Regions from separate parts of the Sus scrofa genome. Here region 1 is linked to region 2. The links are chromatin contacts, called in public Hi-C maps. All regions are on one chromosome and are shown on one strand. The core of a region is the stretch at or near the end of the contact, and the rest is flanking DNA. Distances in the headings are between cores, read along the strand shown.

Region 1 (2,952 bases), core at 381-2,880, 41 kb before region 2:
GGGTTAAGAAAAGCCTCTCTAAGATGTTAGCATTTAAGTAGAGATTTAAAGGAAGCGAGAAGGTTGGAGAGTAAGACTTGTGAATTATCTGAGTGAAGAGAAACCTAGGAGAAGAAAGAGCATGTGCAAAGGCCCTAAGCTTAGAGTGTCCCAGAAGAGCAAAAAGGCCAGTAGGGCTGGAACAAAGAGAGCAAGGGGGAGGGAGAGTGGGTGGGAAATGAGGGCAGAGAGGAAGTCTGGCCTAATGTCAGCGATAGACTTGGTGGCTTTTTTTCTGAAGGAGGGAGCTCAGGAGGCTATTGTAGTTATCCATGTGAGAAATTGCGGGGTTGATAGCAGTGGAGGGGAGGAGAAATGGTGGGATAGTGGATATATTTTGCAAGTAGATTTGAAAGGATTTACTGATGGATTGGAAAGGTGTGAGAGATTGTGAGGTATGAGACATCTCTGTGTTAAAACGCTAGATAATTAACTTTGAAGGAAAAAGCCTCCAAAGTCCTCCTCAGACCTGCTTCTTGTCTGAACAGCTCATTTGACCTTGGAGGTTACGTCAATAGGAGTCACTACGAGCTGACTGCTAAGAATAGGAAGACATGAGTGTTGACCCTTCTACCAAGCTGGTTCTTGTTTGGGAAAAGCTGCCAAGCTAAACAGTGGTTGTGGGAAAAGAACAAGTGCCCTTTCTAATGAACGCATTCCAGTTTGTCTAGGAGAGGAACTGAACCTAAAAGTGTAAGAGCAGACTTTGATCAAGTCTTAAGAAGTTTCTAGACTGGGAGTATACAGTAGGACCCACAGTCAGGTTCTCCCTAACTTTTGCTTTTTTTTTTTTTTTTTTTCCTTAGGGCCACATATGTGGCATATGGATGTTCCCAGGCTAGGGGTCCAATGGGAGCTCCAGCTGCTGGCCTAGCCACAGCCACAGCCACAGCCACAGCCACGTAGGATCTTTAACCCACCGGTGGAGGTCAGGGTTAAAACCAGCATCCTCATGGATACTAGCGGGAGTCCTTACCGCTGAGCCACGACGGGAATGCCTCCCTAATTTTTTCTATTTCTGTCTTTTTTTCCTTCATTCCCCATTTCCTCCTTGGCCCAACTTCTTGGCTGCAGGAAGGCAAGTTTATCATTGGTTTTCAAACATCAGCAGGCGTCAGAATTACCTGGAGGGCCTGTGAAAACAGATTGCTGGGCCCTACTCCCAGTTTCTAATTGGGGAGGGTGTGTGTGCGTGTGTGTATCTGTGTGTATGTGTGTGTGTGTGTGTGTGTGTGTGTGTGTGTAGAGGGAGGTGCTGAGATTTTGGATTTCTAATATGTTCGTAGGTGATGTTTGAGAACTGTTGCTTCCTGTCCTGGAGGGAAGAGCGTGCAAAGCAGGGGGCTTTTGAACTCCACCTCGTGGGATGTGAGGGGGAAGGGTCCGGCTCACAGGGGTTTCCCATTACCAGGGAAATTGTCCTCTGACTCGAGGTGAAAATAAGAAGTCAGCGAAGAGAAGGAGAAGGAGCTGAAAGTCGTTCCAGGCCACACTTCCCCTCAGAACTCACCAGTGAAGCGAAGGCGGGAAGGCAGCCCCGGGGCCAGCCCACAGATCCTCAGAGGGCGCGGACCCGGAGGAGGCGCCCTAGAAGGCCGCGCCTCTCGGAGGAAGTGTGTCCTTTAATTGCAGCGCTCAGATCTCCGTCGCATCGGCTTCCAGGAGCGGGCAGCGGGCGCCGACGGGAGTGGCAGTCCCTCCCGCCGGGGGAGTGGGCCGGGCAGCCGCGCGCTCAGCATCCTCCTGCACCTTCCGTCGCCATGGGCGGCTCGGCCTCCAGCCAGTTGGACGAGGGCAAGTGCGCCTACATCCGAGGTACGCCCGCCGGGGCTTCCCGGGAGCGCGGCGCCGGTCCGCCTCGAGCCTTGGCCCTACTGGGCGCGACCCCAGAGGTGCCCGCAGACTCCCTCCTCCATCCCCCGCCCTCCACGGTCCGCTCTCCTCCGGCGGGCGCGGGCCTGGCAGGGGGCACGGCGTCTTCTCAGCCAGCGTTCTTCCAGCTGGAGGGCAGCTCGCCACGAGCCCTGGCCGGGGTGGGGGGCGCTGCAGCCAGGTGAGCGGGCTGGGGATGCTTTGGGAAGCGCCGCCGGAAGGCTGGGAGAAACAGGTGCAGGCTACGGAGTGGGGGACCACCCCGGTTCCTCCACTCGGCCCGCCTCGATGTCTCTTCTGCACCCCACCCCAGCCCAGCAACACCTCCCCATCCTGTCTGTACCTGTCCCTGGACTCAGTTCTGAGCCCTTTCTGAACTTGCCGCAAAAAGAACAGTGGGGGATATCCCTCGCTTCTAGAGATTTCCCTGGGGATTCCCGGCCTATGAAGCAGAATTTCCCTCCTGGTACTGTTGGCCTGGTTTTGTAAAACGCGGCGTCGGCCAAAGTTTCACTTGAACTTCATAATGTCACTTGCGGGATGATTTCATCAGAGGCAGAAAGGACAATGTCATTACGCTCTCATGTTGTGTGGTTACCTTTACTTACCCGCAGACGAGGGGAAGCAAAAGAGGAACGCTGACCTGCTGTGTAACAGTTGCTAAAGTTTTAGATGGGGACAAACTCATTTGGGAGGCTTTCGGGGATATAGTGATACAGTGAAAAGAGTGAGGCAGAAGAAAACAAAAACCAAACAGCTGAAACTGCAGGAAATAGTGATTCTTTCTCTCCTGGGTGTAATTGGCTTCTTTCTCTTTCCTCCCTCCAAACTTTGCCCACAACCACTACCTAACATTTGGTTAGTTTGTGAGTTTAGTGTTTTTCTCCCGTTAGAAGTATCTTCTAAACTAGATATTACACTTAATAATGTTAAGAAAAAGAAAAAAGTAAAGTTCTTCCTGATACCCTTTTCTGGCTCCTGAACCATTTTCTAAGAGAAAAGCATTTATTTAGTTGTCCTTATTCCATATTTGTTTTCAGT
Region 2 (2,802 bases), core at 27-2,526:
CAACTCAACTTCCTCTACCTCTTGTTTAAATCTCATTAAAAAACTGTTGCTTTGCTATGAGATAAGGACTTATGGTCATTTCCCCAAAGTGAATACTTACTCCACTAGCATAAAATTTATTTTGCAACTCCATTTCCATGCCTTTCTACTTACACAATGATTTTTTTGTTGCGATGTCAAATCAGTATAATCTTTTAAAAGCATATAAAAATGCCAATTAAATTCAGTGCTAACTGCAAACAAAGCTCAGTTAAAATGACAATGTGTGAACAGTTATGGCCAAATCTGTGCACATGCAATCACACTATGGTAGCAACTTCGTGGAAGACAATTCTAAGACCCCATTGATTATAAAACATAGTCACAATTTAGAGATGTTAAAATATGAAGAAACTGTATTTTAGGAGCAATGAAATATATTTAAAACATGCCAGGGACCAGTCTACATCTTGCTGAAGTATTGCCTCTATCACTTAAGACTAAATTAGTTGAACCACATCCCTTTGTGGTTCTGGTTTCATGATGTGTACTAACTCATGTCCTAAAACCATAAAGTACATTTGGGGACCACAGTCATCTTACCAAAGGTTCTTCCATGAAGGAGGCTGAAGCACTGAGAATCCATACTCCTGAACTCTATTTGCCAAATTGGTGGTTATATGTTTGCATATAAAGTCATCATAGCCATGTTTGCCCTTGCACCTGTTAAGAATTTATTTAATAGATGATTTTGTGCTTCTGTCTGAGTTCCTTCTTGTCTGATTTACTTCCTGGTGGTCCTTATTTAGTAAAGTATATCTTTTCTTATACACACAGGAAATCGTGTGTTGAAATCATAATTTGCTCTCCTTAGTTTCATTCTTATCACTCTGAGCATGCTCATTGCATGCATCTCTGTGCTAAGGAGCATGCCTCACATAGAGATGTGGGAAATCTGCCAAAAAAATTTCAAACTGTCTGTCTCTTTATCTTCCAGGCTGAAGGCTGACAGATACATCTGTATTTTAGCAGCCTTCACTCTGTAGAAGCAACACCATGTAGTTATGTCATGAGCCACCTGGGAAGTCCTTAGCAGCCTTCACTCTGAATTGAGGAAATTTCAAACTTTCCTTTCAGTAGGTTACCAGGAGTTCAGTCTCTGGAGACTTTTATTTCATTGCTGATCATTTGAAAGATGGATAGATTTGAGTTTTACTCTATCCATTTTTCTTCAGGGTCTTACTGGTAAAAGAGTCCTTGAATAGGAAGTTGTGAAAGATGATAAAGAAAAGCCCAGCAAACTGGACAGTCCTGGACTGTGAGAGTTGATAGGTAAGGAAAACTCAGTGGTGCCTTGGTGTTTGGCAGCCAGGGTCATTGAAACATGAAACTGCAGTTTGCAGCTTGAAGCACATTGATCCTTTGGACATTCTCTTGGGATAGAAGGATTCTTGAATCCTGTTTTTGATCTTATGCCTATTACCATCTCCGGAGGGTTGCTAGTGCTCTAGTCTGCTGGGCGTGGTCTTACAGCTCGTTAGTTGGTGACTTGTGATAATGTTTAAAGTACCAAGCTCAATGCTCAGTAAAAGTTAGACAAATCTTCCTGATGGAATTTCATGATAATCTGGTCTATCCAGTACACTCTTACATTTTTGACTAAGCATTAATGGAGCTGACACAATTAGCCAACATTTGCTTTATAATATTAAGAAAAAAAGCCAAAATTTAAGTGTTCAATCTATTTGGTAGAGAAAAAGACATACTTTCAGAAGAAAATTCTCAAATCAATGAGATTTCTCAAAAACTAAATGAGTGCTTTAAAACTTAATATTTCTTCTTTTCTGAGGTGAAAAGAAATCTTCTAGGAAGTTGCTGTTTAAAAAATTAAGTGGCATAGACTTTCTTTTCAAACTTTTAGAAACAGACTTACTAAATCTCACTTAGTAAGTCGAAGCACAACATTACGTGGAATCATTTAAAATTATGATTTTAGGGGGTTCCCTGGTGGCCTAGAGGTTAAGGATCTGGTGTTGTCACTGCTGCGGGCTGGATGCTACTGTAGCTTGGGCTCAATCCATGGCCTAAGAATTTCTACATGCTGTAGATGCAGCCAAAAATAAATAAAACACTATTATGATTTTAGGGTACCTGAACATTTAAATGGGAATAAATGTTCTTATTTGTTAGAAAGACAGCCTGAATTGTTTTTTGTAAAACTGAGTTTTTAGAGGTGATAAAAGTATTTTATATCATGATCATGTAATGGTTGTACAATTATAAACATCTGTCAAAACTCATTGAATTTTACTCTTAACATTAGTAACTTTTATGGCATGTAAATTATATTTCAAAAATGCTGACCACAAAAAAAAAAAAAAGTATTTTGGGAATTAGAAAAGAACTGGCTGGAATTCCAAGGAAGGGAGTTTCTCTGGTCATAGATGGCCACAGAAATTTTAATTAGAAGTCAAATGTAATGAAACTATTAAGAAAAGCGATTTAGTGTCATTGTGTTTTACCTGCTTAGTACATTTCCCAGTATGTTTGAGGTCTTTTCCCAGTGACATTATAATCATTTGCATGTCTGGAGGGGGAGTGGGACCGGGGCTAGGGAGTGGGTGGTGGGTGTGCCTCACATAAAAGTGAAAAGGATGAAAAAGAGAATCAGTCGGGGTAGAGTGGGGAGAATCATTCCTTTTACTTCTACTCCTACCGATTCACTTACTATAATTATGTGTATATAATAAATGTTTAATATATTTTGAAAGAATCATGTGTTAACACTGTAATATAGAAGCAAATGAGAAAAGAAATAGTCAA

Evidence for each region. A called contact is a pair of places that touch in the nucleus more often than the background predicts.
Region 1: a Hi-C map of fetal heart ventricle shows a contact between it and region 2, with 2.1 times the contacts expected there. The contact joins the promoter of FAM129A here to the enhancer-like site in region 2. A contact is called at or near these places in 4 of 47 Hi-C or Micro-C datasets (alveolar macrophages, blood, embryonic fibroblasts and 1 more) and 1 of 2 datasets of contacts at active chromatin or transcription factors (alveolar macrophages).

Annotation. Positions count from the first base shown.
Region 1 is chr9:126,171,257-126,174,208 of Sscrofa11.1, reverse strand. FAM129A (protein Niban-like) reads left to right here and starts at 1,630. Exons shown (of 14, transcript NM_001243219.1): 1 at 1,630-1,854. The coding sequence starts at 1,800. It overlaps RNF2 (E3 ubiquitin-protein ligase RING2), which reads right to left and starts at 1,572. Exons shown (of 7, transcript XM_021102634.1): 1 at 1,550-1,572.
Region 2 is chr9:126,130,320-126,133,121 of Sscrofa11.1, reverse strand. All of the region lies in intron 1 of FAM129A (protein Niban-like), which reads left to right. Among named protein-coding and RNA genes, the nearest start is that of FAM129A, 41 kb to the left of the region's middle. Within about 2 kb of position 1,276, at least 10 of the 83 cell types and tissues checked have an H3K27ac peak or open chromatin away from gene starts, as enhancers often do.